Linked DNA regions of Sus scrofa: regions 1 and 2 are each linked to region 3. A link is a contact called in public Hi-C and promoter capture Hi-C data. All regions are on one chromosome and are shown on one strand. Each heading gives the region's core, a stretch centred on a gene start, on an enhancer-like site or on the middle of the called end of the contact. The rest is flanking DNA. Distances are from core to core; before and after follow the strand shown.

What was found. Promoter capture Hi-C pulls out the DNA fragments that hold promoters and counts their contacts. A called contact is a pair of places that touch in the nucleus more often than the background predicts.
Region 1: a promoter capture Hi-C map of liver shows a contact between it and region 3, with 5 times the contacts expected there. The contact joins the promoter of KDSR here to the promoter of PHLPP1 in region 3. A contact is called at or near these places in 2 of 5 promoter capture datasets (fetal liver and liver) and 2 of 47 Hi-C or Micro-C datasets (embryonic fibroblasts and skeletal muscle).
Region 2: a contact with region 3 is called in a Hi-C map of skeletal muscle, with 6 times the contacts expected there. The contact joins the promoter of VPS4B here to the promoter of PHLPP1 in region 3. A contact is called at or near these places in 2 of 5 promoter capture datasets (fetal skeletal muscle and liver), 4 of 47 Hi-C or Micro-C datasets (heart right ventricle, liver, mesenteric adipose tissue and 1 more) and 1 of 2 datasets of contacts at active chromatin or transcription factors (alveolar macrophages).

Annotation. Positions count from the first base shown.
Region 1 is chr1:158,286,812-158,290,868 of Sscrofa11.1, reverse strand. KDSR (3-ketodihydrosphingosine reductase) reads right to left here and starts at 2,325. Exons shown (of 10, transcript XM_001925913.6): 1 at 1,985-2,325. The coding sequence starts at 2,092.
Region 2 is chr1:158,231,094-158,235,005 of Sscrofa11.1, reverse strand. VPS4B (vacuolar protein sorting-associated protein 4B) reads right to left here and starts at 1,967. Exons shown (of 11, transcript XM_003121699.5): 1 at 1,687-1,967. The coding sequence starts at 1,713.
Region 3 is chr1:158,861,810-158,865,901 of Sscrofa11.1, reverse strand. PHLPP1 (PH domain leucine-rich repeat-containing protein phosphatase 1) reads left to right here and starts at 2,259. Exons shown (of 17, transcript XM_021099624.1): 1 at 2,259-4,092. The coding sequence starts at 3,796.

The sequences.
Region 1 (4,057 bases), core at 1,076-3,575, 580 kb after region 3:
AAAGATAACATTTCAATCCCTTTCCTTATCACTGCCTGTTACTACTCATTGCAAACACTGTTTTAAATGTTCCTACCTCTAATCCCACCATGCACCTCTTACTGAGGTGGTTTGCTGGACAGCTACTTCCACCCAACTCCCCAAAAGGGAGGACTTGATTTTCTAGTTCTCACCAAGTCAAGTAAACAGCTTTTTAAAAAACCAGATGATTTAAGTATAGAGTGTGTAAGACTTGTCAAAGAGTTTTACCACTGTAATTAGAGAGATAACGCTAGAATATCAGAATTGTTCTAAAAACAAAACAATAACTAGTTATGACCTAAGCACATTCATGCTTCCACATCAGCAAGACAGTTTAAACATGAGTTCCCTCTCCTAACACTACGGTGTCTAGTCATAACAAATCTCAAGAAAAATAATTACACTTTCGCTCCTTTTATGACATTAAAAAAGATGGTGCCATCATGTGAACTATTCATGTCATCCTCATTTATATTGGCATATTAAAACGGGATGGTGAAAATAAGAAATTCTCCTGGATATATCCCAAGAGACATGTTTATTATCTTACCTATCATGCTTCTGCATGATCAGGTGGGGAGGACCATAGTCAACATGAAGTGAAAGTCCCTTACAAACACTGAATGAAAATTTTCATTACTGCTTCGACTTGACCATTTCCAAGTGATGCTCTACAAACATAACTTTGGAAAGAATCCAACTTTGAAAGCCATGCTTTTGAGGCAGAAGTTCTCTTGCAGATGTAACACTTTCAGAAGGTAGCATGATTGTAAAAATGTGTTCCTCTCTGCATCTCTAATGAATTTACACCCACTGCCTCATCTTCCACATCAGCAATGGCAGGAGTTGGAAATACACTAATAGTTTTACAAGAGAGAAGTTAAAGAAAATACATGCTGCCATTCACAAAATCTTGGCCTGATTCAGACCACACTAAAAGCAGTGACCAACCCACCCCGTCACATCTCACTGAGTGGGGAGGCTCAGATCTCAGTGAGACACCAGAAGGATTTGCGCTACCAGCTTAGTAGCTAACTTTCCTTATTCATAACCTCCCGCTTCACTGTGCCTCGGGCTTGTGAAAAACAAATGAGAAAACGGACAATAAACCCACTACTAATGGTGACATGCTGGGCTCAGGTAAGAAGGATTCTTCCTGTTGAAGGGACCCCAGCGGCAGAAAAGGAATCTTTGAAGACACGAGCGTCCGTTAAGCAACAAACCAAACCTACCCACATCCCCTTCATTTCTAAAGCATCAGTCAAGTACTTCAGTTCATCCCACTGACTCTGAAACGACGGCCGGGCTGAGCTCAAAAGAGACAAGCAGTGTAGAAGGGACAGAAAGCGTCCAACACAGGTAGCCAACACTGCCAGCCCACCGGGTTTGGAACAATTTCCCCCCTAAGTGAGTCATTTCCTGGATTCCTTTGGCAACTGTCACTCGCGCAGGCCATCTTCCAGGTGCGAGCTGCCTCGGTGAGTCCTGGATGATGGGGCCCCCTTCCCTGCCGCCCGCCTCCTCGCAACCCGGCCCAGACAGCGCGCCTCGCCCGAAGCCGCCACCGACTGCGGTGTCCTTGGCAAAGTTTCTCAACCTCTCTGTTCTTCAGTTGACTCATCGGGAAACCCGAGGACAAAAATATCCAGATCCCAGGGATGCTCCGGGGATTAACGAGCGTCTCCCGAGCCCCTGAAGCGCCGGGACCCGGCTCGCCGGCTCTATCCCTGCTAACCTGCTCTCCCGCCCCGGGAGGAGCCAGATGCGACGGAGGGCGGGTCCCCAAGGCCCTCCGAGGGGGCAGTGCTGGGGCAGACGGAGGCAGGTGTCCCTCCATTTGGAGAAAGGGACGTCGCCTTCTCCCCACCCCCACCCCCCGCCCCCGGCCTGAATCACGGTCCGGCGCGTTCCGGGTGGCCGAGCGGGCCGGGAGGCGGCGGCGCAGCAACAGGAGGCCACTCACCACCACATGAGCTCCGGGCAGGGCGAGGGGCTTGGGGCTGATGAGCGGAGACACCATGTAGAGCAGCAGCACGAACGCCACGAGGAAGGCGGCAGCCAGCAGCAGCATCGCTCTGCCGGGGCCCGGACCGGGGCCGGGGCCGGGGCCAGGGCCGGGGCCGGGGGCGGGCGGCACTAGCAAGAGCGCGGGGCTCGGCCGCGCCGGCGATCACGCGCGGCGGCGCGCAGCCGGAGCCGGTGTTTGGGTCCGCGGCGTGGGGCGGGGCGGCGGCCGGAGGGGAAGAGGCGGAGCTAGCGGAGGGCGCCACCGCGCGGGGCGGTGCTTCCACTCGCAAAGAGGCTGTGGCTGCTGTCCTATCGCGCCGAGGGTGTGGGGGCCCCGAGCCTCCTCGGTGTCTGTACAGGCACCCGCACCCTCCCCGGGGTAGATGGGCCTACCCCCAGCGCGCTCTGGACAGGCCCTGGGTGGCGCACCTGGGGCGCCTATTGGTGACGCTCTCGTATGGTAGCGAGGTTGCTCCTTAGGACCGTGGAGAGCCAGCGCCAGACCTTCCCAAACCCGGCGACGAGTTCGGGCCGCTTGGCTCCTGGGCTTCCGCCGCCGCTCTGGGAGCCGCCCTCCCCGGGCCGGAGGGAGTGTCTCAGAGTTTCCTAAACACCGGCCGTGGGATCCCCAAATCTCGTTGCCTCAAGGGCGGCCCGGGATCAAGCTCTGAAACCTCCGGCTCCATTTCATATTTTCTTGGCGCATTTAGAAAATGGTCACAGCAGAGGACCAAGAAAGCATTAAAAATCGCTTAGAGGATTCAGTTTCGTTGTGCTCAGAGTTCATCTTCTTTACCAAGACAAGGTTAAAAAAAAAAAAAAAAAGCTTTATTGAGATCTAATTTGCATACCATACAATTCACCTTTTTGAAGTGCATAGTAAATGGGTTTTGGTATCGTCAGAGTTGTGCAACTGTCCCCACCATCAATTTTAGAACATTAAGTTACCCCCTCCCCACAAATTCTGTACCCTTTAACAGTTTCCCGCATTTCCTTCTAACCCACACCGAGCCCTAGGTAATCACTAATACTTCTCTCTCTATAGATTTGCCTCTTCTGAATATTTCTTATAAGTGCAAATATAGCATGTGTAGACTTTTGTGTCTGGCTGTTTTCACTTAGCATAATATTTTGAAGGTTCATTCATGCGGTACAATGTATCAGTACTTCATGTTTTTTATGACTAAATTACATTCCATGTGTGGACATAACACATTTCATTTATCCTAAATGATGGACATTTAAGTTGTTTCCACTTTTTGGCTATTATGAATAATGCTGCTGTGAACAGTCATGTACAAGTTTTTCATTTCTCTTGGGGGTGGAATTGCTGGATCTTCTAGTAACTGTTTAATCAGAACTGTCAGACTGTTTTTTCAAAGCCACTACACGATTTTACAATTTCCACCAATGATGTATAAGGTTTCCAGTGTCTCCAAGTCTTCACCAATACTTGTTATCATGTGTCTTTTTAAATTATAGCCTCCCCCCAAGAGGGTGTGAAGTGACATTTCACTATTGTTTTGATTTGTGTAGGCTTTTGCTTGCTTGCTTTGTTTTTGCTTTTTTTTAATTTTTAATTTTTAATTTATTTTTATTTTTTTGTCTTTTGTCTTTTTAGGGCCGCACCTGTGGCATGTGGAGGTTCCCAGGCTAGGAGTTGAATCAGAGCTGTAGCTGCCAGCCTACACCACAGCCACAGCAAAGTGGAGTCTGAACCGCATCGGTGACCTACACCACAGCTCACAGCAACACCTGATCCTTAACCCACTGAGCGAGGCCAGGGATCGAACCCGAAACCTCATGGTTCCTAGTCGGATTCGAAACCACTGAGCCATGGCAGAAACTCCTGTTTTTGCTTTTTGAAGTTATTTTTAGAAATACTAAGGAGCTTTGGAACAAAAGAATTGAATCTGATCTGAGTTTTTCTTCTTAACATATTGCCCAGAATTAGCCAAATTGCAAGATTCAAGGGCGCTGTCCCCAGGTCTTTTGACATCAATTGCAAGTTGGGGGAGGGGCTCCCAAG
Region 2 (3,912 bases), core at 718-3,217, 630 kb after region 3:
GGTCGGTGAGAAAGTTATTATCTGAATATTCTTCATCCAAATTTCCTACATTAGAAGGCTGAAAAGGTTGAATGAGAAAGCCCACTTGTGACCCAACAACTGATAAAATTATAACTCATTATAGCTCCCTGTTTAACACTAGCAACTATGCCTTTAACATGGGTCTATCTTGAGCTGATTCGCTGAAGAACATCTACAGTCCAATTCAAATATGATACAACTGATTATAGAACGAAACTGCAAATCTAGCAAAAAAAAAAAATGAGTAAAGAGATGAAAATTGCATTGCAGAATGCCCAAATCACACGCAGTCTTGACAAATGAAAAGATGGTGGATTATGTATAAAATAGATGAGCAACAAGGATATATTGTATATAGCACAGGAAATTACAGCCATTATCTTATAATAACTTTTAATGGAGTGTAATCTGTAAAAATACTGAATTACTATGCCGAACACCTGAAACTAATATGACATTGTAAATAAACTATACTTCAAAAGAAAAAGTTTTTTTTTTTTTTTAAAAAGATGATGGAATGAAACTATGCAGTTAACTGTTCACAAACCAGTAAGGATAAAGGCAAGATGGGCACTTCAAAAGACATAAAACATTTTTATAATATTTTTGGTCGATTTTCAAGATAAAAGTCCCAAACAAGCACCCCAACCCTCTTTTTGGTGACTGTCTCAAAAATTTCTCATCTGGGAGTTCTCCTGCTGGCTCAGCGGAAACGAATCCAGCTAGTATCCACAAAAATCAGGGTTCGATGCCTGCCTCGCTCAGTGGGTAGGGCATCCGGCGCTGTGGTGAGCTGTGGTGTAGGTCGCAAACACGGCTTGGATCCGGTGTTGCTGTGGCATAGGCGCGCAGCTGTAGCTCCGATTCCACCCCTAGCCTGGGAACGTCTATATGTCGCGCGTGCGGCCCTAAAAAGCAACAACGACAACAACAAAATTCTCATCTCAGTGAACCCCATTCCACAGAGATCTAACAAGTCTAAAATCTTAAAATTACAGGATTTATTTACCAAACACGGAGCTCACTATGGTAGGGATGGGAAGGTGAAGTCACAAAAGAGTTTAAGAATATTCTCTGATCTTATATACTACATTTTGGGAGCTGTGAGTGCACATGAATGCGGAACTCAATGAATTCACCGATTCCTCTAAATTCGAGCCTGTTTGCACGTTTCTATTCACCTGACAGCTCTCGAAAAGAAAGGTTTTCCTATACAAACTTGAGAAACTAGGAGAGAAGTCGGACCACCCTACTTTCAACTAATCCAGAGCAGTCGGTGCTTTGGATACATTACAATCTTTCCTTTCTCCCTTACACTGATTGGAGCTTCTGCGCCTCTCGTTCAAATCTGTGCCCAGTTCAGTTTAAACTCGGCTGGCTTTCAAAGGAAAAAAAAAAAGCCACTTCGCCCCCCCCCCAAACAAAAAAAAAAACTTAATGAAAATCAAGACTCCCACAAAATCACTGGGCTTGGGAGACCCCGGAAGCTGGCAGAAAGGGCCTGACCTGCCCACCTGCCGCCCGACGCCGGCACAGCCCTCCTCCGTCAGGCCAGAGGGGCGCGGCCGCTTCCTCTCTCCTCCTTGCCCCCTAACTTCACCCCACACCCTACGCCCCGCGCCCCCCTCGGCTTTGGCTCTCCAGGGGGAGGGAGAAAAGTGATACCTGGAGGTTGGGCGAGGTGGATGCCATGGCGGAAAGGCGATTCCCCGAAGAGGAAGGGAGGCAGAAGACAACAGCAGCAACGCCGAGTCAGGCCCGGAGTTACCCCTAAACGTGCGTAGGCTGGCTGCTCTCAAACCCCCAACAGCGGCCTCCTTTCCGCAACTTATTTGAAAACAGCACCGCGATCTCAAAGCCGCCCGACCCTCCTTACAAAACTTCCGCAATCCTGAACTCCCACCTCCGGCCTTAGAACTTCCGCTTTCGTCATCAACATGCGCACCACCCTGTCCCGAGCCATCCGGGTCTTGCCTCAGTCCCAGGCCTCGCGAGACCGGGAGAGAGGTCCCTGAAGCCTACCCGAGGCCTGGCGGAAGTCAGCCAGCGCGCAGACGCACTGAGACTCCGGCCTGGGGCTGAGGGGCTCTCTGGGGGCTGAGAATCCTTCGGTGTTCTTCCTTTTCCTGATGTCTAATGCTGTTATTAGCTCTGGCTCCTTTCACTCCAGGTCATGGAGCGCGCTCTGTCGGGCTGTGGATGCTGTATGAAAAAAGTGATCCAGTCTTGGTTGGGGACTTTGGGCCCCTTAACACTTACTCTTATGTAAAATGGGGGGAATTACAGTGCCTAACTCCGGGTTGTGAAGAATGCTGGCGCTGCATGGTTAGGCGCATTGCACAGGGATAAGCGAGCGGGAAGGTCTGAGTATGCGTTGGAACTTGTTACTGCTCACGCTTTACAGTTTATCCAACGAACATTTCCCCAACGGTCATTGTCAAGGCTCTAGGAGGCCCGGAGAACTTTAGTAAAAGTTATGTATGGCTGCTGTCTTCAAAGGCATTATGGTAGTCCAATGGGGATGCAGGCTGCTGCACCCAACTCTTATCAGATATTACTTATTCCAGTTATTGTTACAAGGAAAGTTAATGGCCTGAGAGGTTAAGTGCTTTATATGTGATCACAGAAGTCGGGGATTATTGGCAGAACTAAAGACCCTTTTTTCTGTTGTTTGCAGCCACAGTCCTGTTTTTCTTCATCCTTTCTTAGTTTAGCTTCCTAATCCTTTCTAATCACCTGGCGTCTCCTAAATGAAGTACTTCCCTCCCCCACCCCCTTTTTTGACCTCCCTGGTGGCAGGAACCTGAGCTGCAGCAGTGACTAGGCTGAATCCTCACTGCTAGGCCACCAGGGAACCCCCCTCCTGCTTTTTATTGGTATTGTCACTACCCGGTTATTGAAATCTCTTCTGCATAGTGTCCTAGTGTCCTTTCTCTATCCTCTTCACTTTCTACCATTCTTAATTCCTAAGGGTAGAATTTCCTCAAGAGTGCGGCATCCTCTTTCATACTACTCAATCTCTGCTCCTCTTACCGTTTCCTGGGCTCCAGATAACAACAGGATAGAAATGGCTTCCAATGTCAATCTCCAGGCCAGGGTGTGTTCTGCCCAGTATTTAACAGTTCACTCCCAGAGATCTCCAAAAACTGTATAGTTTCCCCACAAGACAAATTCAACACATTGAAAGCCAAATTAATTATACCTCATACTTCCTTCTCTGTCTTGCCTTCTCAGAAGGATATCACCAAATCTCTGTCATCCAGGTTCAAAGATAAAGCCCTCTGCCTGCATCTACCAATGCTTCTTCTCACTCCTCTGTCCCCTTTCAGTTACTGGTAAAATAATGTAAGGACTCCAGCCCTTAGAATGTGAGCACATTGTAGACACTAAATGAAAGTTAAACTATTAAACTGAGCTGCTTAAAATAACTCTCTGGTTCCTTAGTGACTTTTAGACTTGCTTTTGCCTGAAGGTACAACCAGACTCCAATTTACCTTTCAATTCAATCTCTAAAGTTTTACTGAACACCCACTAAACAAAAGTCCACTAGGTATTAGGAAACTTTGAAGATGAATAAGATATGGTCCTTGCCATTTAGGAGTTTACAATTTAGTGGGAGAAATAGACATGTAATGATGAAAAGAGAATTCATTGAGTTATTTATTGAGTAATACCATATGCCAGGGTACTTTAGATGCTGGATATGAACCAAATAATCAAACATTCCTCTTTTATCACCAATACAGAAATAAATCATGTTGATATCATGTACCCTGCCCTCAAATATGCAATGAGAAGAGTATCATCTGTGGTATTTTAGAAAGTTCTTAACCTACATTTCATCATGAGAAAATGCCATAAAAACACAAATTGAGTGTTTTTTTAAAAAAT
Region 3 (4,092 bases), core at 1,010-3,509:
ATATTTTAACAAGTTGGCATCAGGGTTTGTAACTTTTACATCTGTTGCTTCTTTGGGGGATTATCTTTTAGCATTTGAAGATATGATTCTTTGAAAAGTGTGGCTAGTCAGAAATGTGTTATTAGATTGTATATTTGGAAAATTTTAAATTGGGAGGGGGGCTTGTTTGTGAGTTACCTGGTTTCAAGATATTGGCCTATTCTCCACTCTGCTTTCAGGAAGGAGAAGCCACTATCTGGAAAATATTTGTCCCTAACTGAAATCCTTTTCTTGTTCAGAGAAACTGTACAGTGTAGGTTGGCTTGGATGGTCTGGATGATGTTTCATGATACTAGCAAACAAGTTTCATTGCCCTTATCATTGTTATTTCAACTACGAGGTTCCAGTTGGTGTCCAAGGGACTGTCTATCCTTTTTTTTTGAAATTTGTTTTTATTTTTATTTTTTGGACATTTATTTGTTTCTTTTTTGGCTGCCCCTGGCAGATGCCATTCCCCAGTCAGGTGTCAGATCCAAGCTGCAGTTGTGACTAAAGCCACAGCTGTGGCAACACCAGATCCTTAACCCACTATGTAGGGTTGGGGATGGAAGCTGCGTCATAGTGATCCCATTACACCACAGTGGGAACTCCTGGACTGTCTATTTTTTATGAACTCTTCTTTCTTTCTCTCTTTCCTCTAACCCCCAAGTTTAGTTAATTTATTGAAGGTTTGGAGGTAAAATGAAGGATGGATCACACTGTGAACGCTTGTTCTTCTGCTCTTTCTTCAACTCTGGTTTTTGTTATTTTAGATACAAGCAAATATGATGTTTTTCAGATGAGTGTCACTGAGCCTGAAATAGTTTATTATATTCTAAAAATTATATTCTGCATTCTTCCTCTTCACCAAAAAACTCCCCCCAAACCAAACTCATTATTTTCTGAGGCTGGAATATATTTCCTTTTTCTTCGTGTTGAGATACCTTAACATTATTCATTATTCCCTTCCTCCTGCCAATTTTGTAATCCCTCAAACCAAGTCTAACAGGTGTGCATGATGACTCTCCAGCTCCTCCCCCTCTAATATGTTGAATACTAAATTCTCCAGGCAATGTTTTTACTTTCATTTTCCCCCTTGGGGGATTTTTTTTGGTTATAAATTTAAGCGTAAACAAAATTCCTAGAGGCAAAAAGGGCAGCATTGTGGCAACTGTGTAAAGCTAAACAACAGAATGTGGAGTTAGATTGAGTACAGTGTTATAATTTCTTAGAGAGGATGCAAATGGACATTGTGCCAATGATTACAGTATTTACAATTAGAACAAACTTCCTTGAGTTTGTTACATTAGCTGAATAAATATAACTCTAGAAAGCAAATATATGGGAGTTAATATATATTTCTGAATACAGAAAAAAAGAGGTTTATTGGAAATCAACTAAGGAACTAACCAATATAAAGAAATATAAATAGTCCATGTTTTAGTACTGAAACTGAATGTGCTCTTTGTTTTTTTAAACCTTTTAAAAGGAAGGCTAAATTTAAATACCATTTTTTTTTTCATTTTTAGGATAGTTTGGGTTATGTGCTACTCAAGGTAATGAATGCATTGGTGCAGTTGAAATTCATCTTTAATGTTACCTCTTTCTCTGCCTCTTTACTGTCTCTCAGACACTGATCCTTCAGCAAGCAATCAGTTTCACTCATTCCATAAAATTTTATCCAAAGTGAAGTCTCTATTGTTGGACTTCCCAGACTAGGTTAGTTCCCCTTGTTTTATTTTTGCTGCTTCGTATGGAATCTGGTATTTTTCCCTCCTCTACATCCCTCTCACTGTTGAATGTCTTTCTTCCTTATGTGTAAGCTCTATGAAGGCAAGGACAGTATCTGATTTATTCAACTGCTGTAATAGAATTCCTGGCATATGTTTATAATTATTTGCATTCTCCCTAATTTAAAAAATGTAACTTTGTGCTGTTGATTGAATTGAAATGGAATAATTATTAGTTTCATGAGGACAAGAGGAAATATAGAATAGAAAAATATGGAAATTCATTCAAAATAAAAACATAGAAAATCATTTTCAGGAACTTCAAGAATCGATACTTATTTTTCATCCTGTTCACTGAAACTGTGTAGATTATCTAAGTACAACTTTCCCTGCGCTTATTAGTTTGTTCTTTGAGCTACAATTTCCAGTTTCTCTCTCTTTCTCCTTCCCTCTCTTTCTTTCCCTTCCTTTTTCCTCAACACCCGCCCCTATCCCCAACTCATCCCCAAATTTAGTAACTTTAATGAAATTAAGGCAGGTTCCGGATAGTATGCAGTTGAAAAAGGCGCATGCGTAGTAAACTCAGTTTATAAAACCGTATGGAGAAATGGTAATTCAATTTAAACGGTTTACTAAATTCTTTTTAAAAATAAGCTACCCTAGTTACTTAAAATATTGTTTTAACTGACAGAGAATGCAGCTTACAACTAAACACTGTAGCCGTAGAAGATATTTTTTTTTTTCTGAATACTGAAAGAAAAAAAGAAAACTTTAAGAACACACAGGACCTGCCCATCTCCTATTCCACCGTGTCTCCATTCCAACGTTTCCTATACTTTTAATCACTTTCTCTGTCATGAAGTTACTTCAGACCTTAAGATCAATGGGGAAAAGTGAGATCCCAGCCCCTTGCCTTTTTTCTCCTCAGATGTAGGATCGGCTCGGAGTTGCACGATTTCCACCAGGCACGTTCAAAGCATGTCCAAGTTAGAATTTGCTGACACTGCCTATCTTCCCTGGCCTTGAATACTTGGGGGGGTAAATAGGGTTGGCTTTGACTGCCAATTATCTTGTGCTGTGGATGTGTATTTAACAATGGGTGGTGGAGGTGAAGACAAAGGACCTGGGACCTTCGTACAGTTCAGAGTTCCTCAAAGTCCTCTTTCAATTAGCAGGAAAAAAACAAAGTCTCTGGGGAGTGAGAGTAGGCGGGTTAGATATAAGTTTATGAACAAGACCATTCCGACCACCGAGTTCAACAGCAGAGGGCACAATACCCACTGTCCATCGCCAGCTGCTGTTTGCAAGGAGGGACTTACTCTAAGGATCTCTGGGGTTTGTAGTTCGCCACGTTCCCCTCGGGCACATCCATCAGCGCGCCAGAACCACAACTCCCAAGGTGCACTGCGCGCCCCTGTCTTGGCACCGCCCCTTCTCTAAGGCCCGCGCAGGAACCTCCCGGGAAACTGCCCCTCAGCCCCGCCCTCTACGCACGCGTCACGTTTGTTTACCCTGAAGCCCCGCCTCGCCGCCGTCCTCTGCTCTCCCCTATCCTCTCTGGAATGCCGTCATGCAGGCGATGCATATTCATGAAGACCCCGAGGAGCTCCCGCCCCGCCCGCCTCCCGCCTCCCCGCTCCCGGCACGTGATTAATATTCAATGAGCCCATTTCGAGGCTGGTTATCCAGGGTGAGGTGGGGGAACGGGCGGGGCCTACGCTGGGGAGCCCGCGACCGGGGCGGGGAGGGCGTGTGTGTGTGAGGGCGTGTGTGTGTGTGTGTGTGTGTGTGTGTGTGTGTGTGTGTGTGTGTGGTGGTGGGGGGGGCGGTGGCGGTGAGGCCAGCGGGCGGGCGCGCGCGCGGGATGGAACACCGAGACACCGACGGAATGCTCCGAATTGCCACATAATCCCCTGGAACGGCCGTGCCGAACGCCATTGGACTCTCACTTCTCCCCGCTCCGCCGCCGTCTCCCACCTTCGCCTCCCCGCCTCGCTCTCCGCCCGCTGCCTCCGGAGCTGGGGGGGAAGCGCGAAGCCCCACTGCAATGGAGCCCGCCGCCGCGGCTACGGCGCAGCGACTCCCAGAGACCAGCAGGGAGGACCAGGCTCCGGCGGCGGCGGCGGCGGCGGCGGCGGCGGCGGGGGCCGGGGGCGGCCGGAGCACGGAGCCCGCGCTGACCCTGGCGGCCCCGAGCGGCGGTGCGCGGGACGAGGCCCCCGGCGAGGCGCAGCCGGGGCCGCTGCCTAGCCGGGCGGGAGGCACGGGTCGCAGAAGGCGGCGGGGCGCGCCACAGCCCACCGCCAGCGGGGCTGCCCCGGTGCCCGGGGCCGGTGGCGGTGCC